2 separate regions of the Bactrocera dorsalis genome follow, and region 1 is linked to region 2. The links are chromatin contacts, called in public Hi-C maps. All regions are on one chromosome and are shown on one strand. Each heading gives the region's core, a stretch centred on a gene start, on an enhancer-like site or on the middle of the called end of the contact. The rest is flanking DNA. Distances are from core to core; before and after follow the strand shown.

Region 1 (6,426 bases), core at 2,415-4,914, 120 kb before region 2:
ACATATGTATGTACTTATTATATGAAAATATATGTACATATGTATATAAATACATATGTATGTATGTACATACATATGTCTATAATATATAAACTTGTGTTCGTTTTGATTTTTCTCCAACACTTGTTTAGTTGTTAGAACTAATCTCAATTGCTCAAGGCGCTTACTAATTGTGTTGCGTTAAACATTATCTGCACACAGTGGGCTATGATGCATGAAAAAGTTAATTTAACAATACCGTTGAAATTTCATTAAATGTTTTAGACTAAAATTTTTTAAGCGTTGCGATAAAAATTAGCTGCGCACAGTGGGCTTTGATACATGAAAAAGAGAACAAGTTTTAACATTTTTAATGAAAATTCACTCAATTTTTCTAAATATCAATTTTTTATGCAATGAGTTAAAAAATATTTTCGAACAGTGGGCTATGATGTATGAAAAACTGAAATTTTTTTAACATTATTAATGAAAAATCAACAAAAATTTTATAATAAAAATTTTTTAATTATACATAATGACAAGAACTTAGAAAAATTCTTTCTAAAAAAACACTCAGAAGTTTCTTAGGTAATTTAAAAAAATCGTATATACATATGTACATATGTACATATGTATGTGCACCTTAAAAATAATATACATGAATCAACAAAAAATATATTTGTCTACTATTTTATTAAATATTTATACCATTTTAATAAAGAAAACCTATTAAATAAACTTTTAATCACTAGAAAATTACTAAAGTCGATTTATGTGATTTAAAACTGCGTAATATTTGAAAATTTTAAAAATTAAATTAAATTGAACTAAATAAAAATTGTTTTTATTATTAAAAAACATGCCTTTTCAACAAAAGAAATTTTTAAATAATTTTTCAACAGTATATTAAACTATAAAAGCGCTTAAGTTGATTGATACTAATTTTAAGAAAATTGTTAATTGTTTTGAAAACTAAATAAAAAACAATAAAAGTAAGTTTACACCAAATTTCGTAAAAGAAAATCTGTTTTTGAAAGACAACTATAAAAAAACCAAAAAATTCAATATTTGAATTTTTTACTTAAATTTTGAGGTTATGTGAAAAAGCTGTATATACAAAAGTTGTGAAACTTTTCATTATCTATAACTTGTAAACACATATACACATTTTTTTTCTATAGTACTCGTAATTTTTCCGGAAAACGAGTTAAACGTTTCAAAAGTTATCCACAACCTTTTTCTTACTGACCTCAGATCGTCCGTAAATTAATTTTACCTTCATTTTTTATCTTTTGTTTTCGATGAGTTTCATGCAACTATGGGTTTTTTGGTTTAAAAAATTATCAACCCTGTTAAAATTTTAAGTTTTTTGTCCTCGCGACCCGTTTTGAGCAAATCTAATACATATAAAGTTATAATAATTTCAACCGGTGCGCCATTTTTTTTAAAAGTTAAAATTTTACATATAAAATTTAATATATATTTATTTTTATTTAAAATTATATAAAATATAATATAAGTTTTCTGGAAAAATTTAGAAAAATATAAAATTTATGATTTTATAGAAATTATTCATTATAAATTCTTATCAGAAGCCCCAACTTCTAAGTCAAACCAACCAATTCCAGAAGTATTTACTGCCTTACCAATTTCGCCTCCACCCCACTCACCACCTGTTATTAATGCCCGAAAGTCAAGTACACACTCAAACACTTTATTTGGTTAAACACTTGTCACACGCAATAAATAACTGTACTTATAAGGTATTCAGCTATCAGGTTCTGTGCGATCGATCGATTTTTCGTTGACAAAGTTTCAGTGGGCAGAGGAAAAGTGAGCTTACTACATTCTCTACAGCTTAATACCTTAGAATTGTTAAATATTTGATTTAATATTTGTATATATAATACATACGTATACATATATACATATATGTTATATCAGTGTATAGATAGCGGTAAATGCATTTGTAGTTTATTGTCAAGTTTTTTATTTTCAACCCCTAAGTGTCACCACTGTAGTCATTTATTTCGTGTTCGTTTGGAATTATCTACCTTAAAAGATGGAGGATAAAAATTGTGGAATAAGAAAATATTATTGCAGGATATCAATATAATCTAAGTAAAACAAAAATAACACAAAAATGAAACAATATTTGCACTAATTTTTCGGCGATCTAAAGATTATAAAAGTATATAATCTATATATATATTATATATAGATTATAAAAGTATTTATGAAACTAACGGCAAAAAATAAATAAAAAACAAGGAAAAATTTCTCATGCGTGCTTTTTTCATCAAGAAGCTGCTCATTTTTCGGAACCGCCGAAATCGGACTACTATATCATGTAGCTCTCATACAAACTGAACGATCTCTATCAAGTTCTTGTATGAGAAACTTTTTCACTTGACTAGATATCTTTAAGAAATTTGGCAGAGATCATTATCCAAGGCGTTGTTACGATCTCCGAAGAAATTGTGTAGATCGAACTACTATATCATATAACTGCCATACAAACTGAACGAACGGCATCAAGTTTTTGTGAGCAAAACTGTTTTATTTCTCAAGTTATCTTCATGAAATTCGGCATATATTATTATCTATGGTAATGCTATTTATAATCTCCTCATAAATTGTTCAGATCGGACTACTATAACACATAGCTGCCATACAAATTGATCGATTAAAATCAGAGTAAATATTTTTTTAAGTTCGTTTATGCTATAAAGGCACCTCTGAAGGGAGTTGCAGTTAAATTTTTTTTGTTTTTATTTTTTAATTATTTGTTTATTTATTTTTTTTTTTTAATTATTTTTTTTATTTTTTAAATTTTTATTTTTTTTATTTATTTATTTTTTTAATTTTTTTATTTATTTATTTTTTAAATTTTTTTAAATATTTTTTTTATTTATTTATTTAGTTTTTTAATTTTTTTTATTTATTTTTTTATTTTTTCTTATTTTTTTTACGAAAATATAATTATGTATGTGAAAAAAATGTAATTTATTTTCATTTAGCAAAACGAAAATATTAAAAAACACTGCGTGCCAATTTTACTTCATTACAACATACGCATACATACATACATATGTATGTATACATATACGAACCTTACCAGTCATTCGCTAGTCGATTTCATTTTCATTTACCGCTTCAAAACAGGTTTAAGGTCATGAGATTAACATTTAAGAAAACGTAAATATATACACACGCATACATACATGCCATATACATATGTATATTGTATTTACATATGTACATACATACATACATTGCATGATAAATACTCAATACGCGGCACACCTGTATGCTCTTACAGGCACACATATACAAACACGCATCGAATTATACACCCTGTACTTCAGCAAGTCAATACAACAACAGCAACAAGCGCTTTGTGCACATGATTTGGAGAATTAATTGCAAATAAAACTTACTAAATGCGTTATATTATCGGTTGTACCTTGGCTTTTGGTATATTACCCGTTGACTCGCTGATTAAACACACACAAACAAGTGCTTCATGGAGCAAACAAATAAATACCGCAGATAAAAATAATACGGCAAACAAAGCGCAAGTAAAACCAGATAATATGTAAACAGCAGCTACAGAGTAAAAACAGCAAAGGGCAGAGGAAGATATCGCGTCGGCAACAACAAGTGTGAAATTGGCGAGCAAATGCGGGCCCCATTAGTTTGTAATATTTATAAAGCGCCGATTTGGCGTAACTTTTCGCTTAACACACTCATATGCGGCTATCAAAGGCAAACACTGTGACACACAAATATACATATGTATGTGTGCATGTGTGTACATAAAGCCGTTGCGTTGATAAAAAGGGCGTACGAAGCTGCTGTGTGCTTGCTATTGTTGTTTTTCACTGCTGATAACCGATTTCTCCACAATACACTGACTCACAACTGCTTTTACTGCTGCTTTTACTCTGTTTCTCATTTTTTCATTGCCTTCTGCTTTTTTTTTGCTACAACAAATACTACAAATTATTACCGCCAGTTGAAAGCTTGCGGAAAATTTATAATCGATAGTTTTTCACATTCGATTGCGAATTTTAGTCAGACACACACATACATAATATGATAATATATAATATATTATGTTTGGGTGTGTATGTGGCCACTTTTATGATGACTATACGTTGTGGAAAATTACGGCAATTATTTTGACAGTGTGTGTAAAATGAGTTTGGGTGCGAAAAATTATTATTTAGCATATGAAAATCATTCGGTATTATATGCTGCCTAACGTTTCGAGCCCTTTAAAAGCGGTACCTTTTTTAAATGTCATTTTTATTATTCATAATCGTACCCTGAACAGGCTGTGCTGTCTTTGCCAACAACGTTTGTAACACTGTTCACGAAAATACCAATCTTTCTCTTACTTAGAATTATTAGATTATTAGACGCTATGAATATGAGAAATACAAAAGCAGTTGAGCAGTTTGATCCCTCCTATCCCAAAATCACGATTTGGTGATATTTGCGGTGTGTTTCAGATTGTTATCCCACATGAAAATATCTCCTTGTCTTCGTTCGAGTGCGATTATATACAGGCTTGGAAGCTATGAGTTCTCCGGCACATCACTATAATCTGTGGCACGCATTAAACCATCGATCCGTCGAAGTACACCCCACATCATCCCAAAGCCTCCAGTAATGCAGCTCCAAATCTCTTTATTTGACATATGTTGCTATCCTTTGCACCAACCGATTTGTCAGCACATAACCATGAGAGTCCATCTGATCCCATTTAATTAGCTTTGGTTTTAACGGACCAATTAACTTGGCGAAATGCTAATATTTTTGGCGAACTATAAGCGAGCCTTACAGTGCTTATCAATTTAGAATGGGTTTTCATCATCGCTCATGCCTTGAGCACATTATTTTTCAGGCATCTTCATATTCCTTGTCACTGAAACTAACTCCATGGAGCTCTCAAATGTCTGTTAGTTTCCACAATAAAGTGCCTGGGTATTCGAGAATCGTTCAGTTAACTTATGCGGATTGCCTCTACTCTTTCATAGTACTATTAAATTATTATTTTTTTATTTTATTTAAAAATCTAAGAAAAATTGTATGATCAGCAAGACGAGCTGAGCTATGTTCGTCTGTTTGTATGGTTTTTGAGATATCAATCTGAAATTTTGCACACGTCTTTTTCTCATCAAGAAGCCAGAATCGCCAATATCGGCCCATATTAACTGCCAAACAAACTGAACGACCAAAGTAAAGTTCTTGTATGGAAAAGATCTCTCCGAAATTTGACACCGATTATTGCCTAAAGTAACAATGCTATATTCGAACAAATTATTCCGATTTCATCACTATAACATACAGCTGTCATATTAACTGATTGATCATTGTCCAAGTCAACAGTACAATCGTCGAGCAAATTGTTGAGATCGAGCCACAAAGCTCTCCTACAAACTGGTCGAACAAAATCAAGCTCTTTTATGGAAACTGTTTAATGTGTGAATGATAATACACCTCTGTCTCGTCAATCACTATGTCATTGTGTAAACGTCTTATCAGCGAGCATTCTTCCTAGGTCTGAGAACTGAAAAAAGTTGTTGGTCATGAGTTCCACAGCATATGGTGACGTGAGTATCAATTCGAAACCCAAATCGTGTAATTTTTTCTATGTTTTCATTGAATGCATATCATTACCGCATTCTCGTGCACTCTTATTGAGATACTTCAATTAAAAGAGACCTATATCTTAACCAAACTAAATAATAATTCATAGCTATAACCTATCGTTCATTACTCTTAACTATATGAAATATTACTTACAGGCTGGAAGAGTGCAAAGTTCTTAGATCATACAGGGTTTGTCCGGAAAGTAACAGGACTGCTTTCTTCCGCCACGACTGTACTTCGGAGTGTGCGCGCACCGATTGAATCCGGTTGAAGGCGTTCCTAGCTAACGAACGCGCGGTTGGTCCAAGCACCTGGAGAGTCGGACAAACATGTTTCGTATTTCAACGTGTTTCTGTGAATGGTGCAAGCCGAAAATGCAACGTTCGTTAGAGCATAGGTACGCGATTAAATTCTGTGTGAAACTCGGTAAATCTGCGACAGAGACGTTGGATGTGATCAAGCAGGCTTACCCAGATGTTGCTTTAGCAAGAAAAGCTGTGTTTCGGTGGCACCAGGTCTTTTTGGAGGGCCGGGAAGAGGTCGCTGATGAATGAGCAAATCCAAAGTGAAACATCAAAGGCATCGTCCACCATGAATTTGCTTCTCCTGGGCAAACAGTCAAAGCCAAGTTTTACGTGGAAGTTCCCAAGAGACTCAATGGAAGGGTCAATCGGTTCCGAAAAGACATCGCAGCCGATTGGTAGTTGCACGACGACAACGCCCCGGCTTACACCGCCTTTCTTGTGAACAGCTACCTAACCAAGGTTGGCATCCTAATGCTTCCGC
Region 2 (6,448 bases), core at 2,389-4,888:
AACCATTTGTGGGTCATCTACATGTAACAAAATAGTACTAGATTAAATCGGCAGAGTTATGCTAATCCCTTAAATTACCTTCTTAAGGCTCAAACCAGAGTTTAGTTTGATAAAAATAGTACAATATAGGGGATTTATTTTACCTCTAAAAGAGCTCGTTCACGAGAATAAATCCATAGTAATGCAGCTCGAATCATCAGACAACACTACGACTACAGTTAGGATGAGAGAGCGCATAGCTTTCGACTATTTTCGTTAATCTCTTACATTAAACTCAACGAGCCACCCTCGTGCCGGACACACGTCAATGAAAGTGAGGGTGAAGCACACCGAATTTGCGCGCGGTGGCAACTCTTACATGAGGAAGTAATTTATGTATTTATTTGTATTGTTCGTGTTGATATTGTGGTTTTTGTCTACGACTTAATTACCGTAGTGCTTGTAAAAAGTGACCTTGAATACTTTTGCTGTGGAGAATTTTAAGTGAGAAACTAGAGAATGTGGTGGAAAACACGTACAAGTTTACAAAGCAAATCAAATTAAGCGATCAACAGGCAGATATGGCAACAAGTGTTCATATACATATGTATGTATGCATGAACATATGGAGCTTTAGAGATATCTATGTATAAGCTTACCACTATAAATATGGTATTCACACATTTTACATTAGCATAAGAATCGCCAAAGAATTCCTTATAGAAATGACAGGTGATTCGCATTTGCATTTGTGTGACGCTTATCGGCTCATTATAGAGCGTTTATTGACGCTTTCAGCGCTGCTGAATTGTCATTCATGAGCTCAGCGCATGAAAGCTCAGCAAAACTTTCACTTAAAAGCTTCTTACAAACGCTTTGGCGCTGTCAGACTTAATTATGCGGCAATAAAGCGATGACTTGGTGATCTGATCAAAAGAAAGTTGTGCGTCGATCAAGCAGCCGATTTGTGTTGTTGTGATTGAAAATTGTGGAAGCCGCAGCTGTCAGCTGCGATGCGTGAGTCAAAGGTGCGTGCGTCGTTCAATTAATAAGCTCAATTTGTAGGCAGCGGCGAAAATGCGGCGGTTGTGTGAATTTCTTTTTTCTTCTCTGTTTGATAATATTGAATTTCTTATACTCTCGCCACATGTTGCTGCGGAGTATTATAGTTTTGTTCAACAATAGACCAGGGTCGATAAATTTTGAATGCAGATAAAATCATTGTTGGATGAAATACATTGGAAAAGGAAAATAAATCAACAAAAAATTAGAAGAAAATAGTTTACGTGCACTCTTGGCTCTAGAAGAGGTTGGAGAGCGGATCGTTGAATTTTTAAGGTTAAAAACAGTTTAAGTTGATTTCCGGAAAAACTTCAAGACATATTGAAAAAAGTTCAGCGGCAAAGTTGTAGGTAATAAAAAGATCTACAACTTTTGTATTGACACCCTTTTCTAATAACCTAAAAATATATGTAAAAAATCGTTCTTTTCCTATGGGCTCAAGCTACTATCATTTTTTGTAACTTTTGACCATTTTTATAGGCTTCAGCACTGGCCTTCTAATGGTTTTTTGAATACCTAAAACTGCCAGTAGAGAGCGAAATCTATGGTGGCCAAATTTCCCATGTTCATATTCGATGCGAGAGGATTTCATAGGACACGGTATCCAAGTTAGAAAATGGGCGAAATTCTGTATTTTGGGAACTACTCGACGAATTTGATATATAAAATTCTCTAGATGTGCCTAATACACTTAGTGAAAATCGGACTTCAAACACGTCTACTTTTCATATATAAAAATTTAAATTCAATCTGATTTTCTCATGTTATAAATCGAGAGTTCATGACTGACCATATTTATATTAAATCTTGAACAATTATTGCCTTTTAGGATCCATCTTACGCCTACAATTTTTCGAAATCGAACGGTAACTTTACAAGGCCCCATATACCAAATATGTGGACCCTAAATATGGTCAGACTGTTTTTGGTCAGTGTGGTATCTACGACGTTTGACAATTAAGTAATGAGACTGATTTGATTGCCGCGCTTGTGGTAAACCTGTGACCTTGAACAGCTAAACAGCTTCGGAAACGTACGCTAAAATTGTAAGAGTGTATGGCGATAGTGCTCTTAGACCCGGAAACCAAACACCAAAGCTCACAATGGTTGTCTCTGCGCGCCCCCGACCGAAAAAAGCTCGCATGAGCAAGTCGAAGGTGAAAACCATGATTATTGCCTTTTTTGTTGGCCGTGGAATCGTCCACAAAGAATTCGTTCCACCGGGGAAAACTGTGAATCCAGTCTACTATTGCCAAGTACTCGAAAGATTGCAAAAACGAGTCAACAGGGTGCGCCCAGACATCGCTCGTAACTGGATCCTTCATCACGACAATGCGCCGTGCCACACCGCCCTCAGCAAGTCCCAGTATTTGATCTCTAAAGGGATCACCGTGTTGCAACAGCCGCCTTATTCGCCCGACATGTCACCCAGTGACTTTTTTTGTTTCCTAAAACAAAATCGATGGTCAAAGGAATCCATTTTGAGTCGATTATGGACATCCAGGCGGCCGTGATGAGGGTACTCGCGGACATCCCAGTCGAAGCGTTCCAGAAATGTTACGAAGCATGGAAAACGCGCTGGAATCGGTATATAGCTACCCAAGGGCAGTACTTTGAAGGGGATGGCAGAGTTGTAGAATAATTTTCAAATATACGGATTTTATGGAATCCGTCTCATTACTTAATTGTCATACCTCGTATTATGGAAATTCGGAGAGAATATTTTTTTGATAACAGCTTGCCTTGGTCGGATAAAAATGCGGGTCCGTTCCCTTTACGCAAACACGACTGTTCTGTAAACTTATATTCTATATTGGTCAGTCTCTCAGGTATCTCAATAAAACTCATTGATCATCTATTTCTGCTAATGATGTGAACGTGCGATTACACCCGAACTTAGCGCTACCTTACTGCTTTTGTTTCGTTTTCTGGTTGTCTCTCTCTTGTGCTTCTACATTTTCTTTTACTCATTTGCTTCGTCGATTTCGCGCATTAAAGTGTTGTGACCCGCGGCTTCTGCATGACGACGAGATCAACGCACGATTAGCTTTTAACAACAACAAAAACAAAATAAAATGACTACTACAACAAAAACAAAATAAAACGACAACAACAACACGTCGCATAACACCACATAAGATAAGCAAAGGTTTTGTTTAAGCGTTTTATTGCCGATTTCACAAGAACAGCATCTCAACACAAAGCACAGCAGCGATAAAAGTAATAAAAGAAGAATGAGAAAAAACTAAAAAACAAATTATGAAAGGAAATAAAAAGCAGATTTGTAGGTAAAAAGCGCCGCAATCAAGAACAGCTTGAAAGCGCAACCTACCAAATTAGGTCAGCAAAACAATCTCACCTGGACCGCCGTCGCACCGCCGCTCAGCTGCTGTGCGCTACCCCGTGACACAGCGCTTTGTGCGCAATGCTTACAAATATACATCATACATACATATATGATGCTGTTTTTTCTTCTTTCTCTACATTTATGTTTGTTTATAGACATGTGTATGCGCTCATATGTAATCGCGTAAGTAGGTTCTACGCTGCTTGTCCGTCCGCTGTTGCTTTTCATTACTCTGCGAGCCGAGAGACTTTCTTTGCCGCGAATAAAATGCTTGCTTGCCATATAAGACACAAGCGGTGATTCGTCATATACAGGGTGTGCTAAACCACTTTGTTTTTTAATTCTCAATATTTTTGCAACAAAAACAAACTCAACTCATTCCCTCGTCAAGTTCCGGAGCCAAATTATGGACTAGTTTTGGGTATATTTACCGTACGCCACAACATATGACTTGTACTAGACTTTTTTCCAGCTCATAAAGTGATTTTTAAACACACTTTTTCAGAAGAGTTGCTAGAAACACACAACTTTTTTCAAGAAAAATCTTATTTTTCGTTAAAAAGTAACTCAATTGTTTTCGTGAAAGTATTGGTTGAAAGCAGTATCGAGAAATATACAATATCGTTTAATACTAAGATTGAAAGATCAGTTCATTGGCATAACCTTGAGCTCTTAATGAAGAGTTGCACCGCTCCGCAGCACAAAAAATGAAGATTGAAGATCTTTAACTCAAATGATATTTTTTCCACTTTGGTTCTTCCACATAGTTTAGCGTCTTATCTAGATCTCCTAACGAAAAATAAACCAAACTGTACGAGCAGCTAAACTTCTTAAGGGATATGGTTTAGTCGGCAAATGTACAAAATCGTTCTCAGAAAATTATTTTTCCAGATCGTTACAAAGGAATTTGCTTGAAAAAGAATTGCATAACTAACCTAAACTAACTTAGTGTTACTTTTAACTTATCATCCTCTAGAAACACATACATATGTTGAAGCACCCTGTTTCGCATACACATACTATGTATGTATTTATATTGCAGGCGATCTCGAGTTTTTGCGAAATCCAAGCATGTCATATTCCCCTCATTTCTTTTTTGCCTACTGATTGCGCATGCGCGTAATTACTTCTAGGCCTCATATAATTATTTCCATTATGTGTAGTCAGTCGGTAATAATAGTAGTGTAGAGGTTGGCAATTTTTAAGAGAATTATTTTGCAGTAAAATTTCTAATAAAAGTTGCCATTTCTATAGATTTGCTATGAGTATATACATTTTTATATGTATATTAAGGTGATTCAAAAAAAAAAATTTTGTTTTTTTTGATTGGTACTCGGAAAAATGGGTTCCTAGACACCTCTAAGAAAGCCTCTCCAAATATGAGTTTTTAATTGTAACGGGAAGGTCCTCCGCCTAACGGTTTTCTATTTTTTCTTATTATCAGATAGAAAAATTTATATCTCGCTTCCAACTACTTGAAAAAGTATCTTGTTATTTGGTTTTGTAGGAAATTGAATGCTCTAAAATATGGTCTCCTATGATTTTTTCGTAAACCCAACCGTTTAAAAGATATTAACGGTTGAAATTTGATGATTTTTGGAAAAATTCTTTATTTCTTAATAATTTTATAACTCAATGAAAAAAAATTATTACGAATAGGTTTTTGGAGAGGCTAACTTAGAGGTGCTTAGGAACCTATTTTTCAGAGTACCAAACGAAAAAAAAAATTTATTTTTTTTGATCCACCCTAATATGCACTGATTTTTGACGATGAATATCTCGTAAACGCTTAACTTTATCGAAAAATTACAGTAGACCATTTTTATAGAGCAGTAAATTTCCTACAAAACTATGAGTTTCATCATTCATAATAATTTTTTTTCATTGAGTTATAAAATTATTAAGAAATAAAAATTTTTCCCAAAAATCATCAAATTTTAACTGTTAATATCTTTTAAACGGTTGGGTTTACGAAAAAATCATAAGAGACCATATTTTAGAGCATTCAATTTCCTACAAAACCTAATTAACAAGATATTTTTTCAAGTAGTTGGAAGCGAGATATAAATTTTTCTATCTGATAATAAGAAAAAATAGAAAACCGTTAGGCGGAGGACCTTCCCGTTACAATTAAAATCTCATATTTGGAGAGGCTTTCTTAGAGGTGTCTAGGAACCTATTTTTGCGAGTACCAATTGAAAAAAAAATAAAAAAAATTTTTTGAATCACCCTAATGTATATACATATGTATGTATGTATATTAACTATAGTATCGCTATAAATATTGAAGTGCTATTAAGATTCTAATGCAAATAATTTTTTTAATCTAATTTACTTCATTCAAGTGAATCTCTTCAATTATTCGTCAAGGTCTGGCAATGTCTAAGTCTCTTCTTGGTTATCTGCGCTTTCATGATGTTCCAAAGGTTTTCTATGGGGTTTATATCAGGACTGTTCACAGTCTGCACCCAATTTTGCTAAATATTTTTTTATCTGAAAAAAATAAAAATGTTTATTAACCATGTCTTTCTAAAAATGAAATGTTATTAAGGTTATGCAATATAAAAAAATGTTACTTACCGATTTGGCTCGATGGCATGGCGCAGAATCATTCTGAAAAATTATGTTGTCCATATAGAAAAAGTGCTCTTCAATTGAAGGGACCAGGTTTTCCTGTAAGATCTGTTGGTATTTAATGGCGTAAATATTTCCATCAATCAAGGTCAAATGTCCAACACTATGATCGGAAAAACACCACCAGATCATCCGACTTCCCTCCTGCCTGACGGTACGTTTGACGCACTCATTACTGAAAAGTTCACCGACTCTTCTGCGAATGTACGACATTCCGTCTGAACCCAAAATGTTAATTTTGGTCCATCTTTTGTGCAGTTTCGCCCATTGGAGAAGTTTTTGTCGCATTTTTACCGTCAATAGCGGTTTTTAGGCAGGTCGACAGCCAGTTTGTCCGGCTTCTTGGAGGCACCGTCTTACTGTTCGCGTACTGATCTCGATTCCATTTAATTTCTGAACTTCGCTTCTGATGTCTTTTGCTGTTTT

Evidence for each region. A called contact is a pair of places that touch in the nucleus more often than the background predicts.
Region 1: a contact with region 2 is called in a Hi-C map of whole body, with 2.0 times the contacts expected there. The contact joins two enhancer-like sites. A contact is called at or near these places in 2 of 2 Hi-C or Micro-C datasets (both in whole body).

Annotation. Positions count from the first base shown.
Region 1 is chr4:13,642,154-13,648,579 of ASM2337382v1, reverse strand. All of the region lies in intron 3 of LOC105233761 (rho GTPase-activating protein Graf), which reads left to right. Among protein-coding and RNA genes, the nearest start is that of LOC105233761, 18 kb to the left of the region's middle. Within about 2 kb of position 3,664, the one cell type or tissue checked has open chromatin away from gene starts, as enhancers often do.
Region 2 is chr4:13,526,936-13,533,383 of ASM2337382v1, reverse strand. The region is part of intron 3 of LOC105233761 (rho GTPase-activating protein Graf); the gene reads left to right. Among protein-coding and RNA genes, the nearest start is that of LOC105234232, 58 kb to the right of the region's middle. Within about 2 kb of position 3,638, the one cell type or tissue checked has open chromatin away from gene starts, as enhancers often do.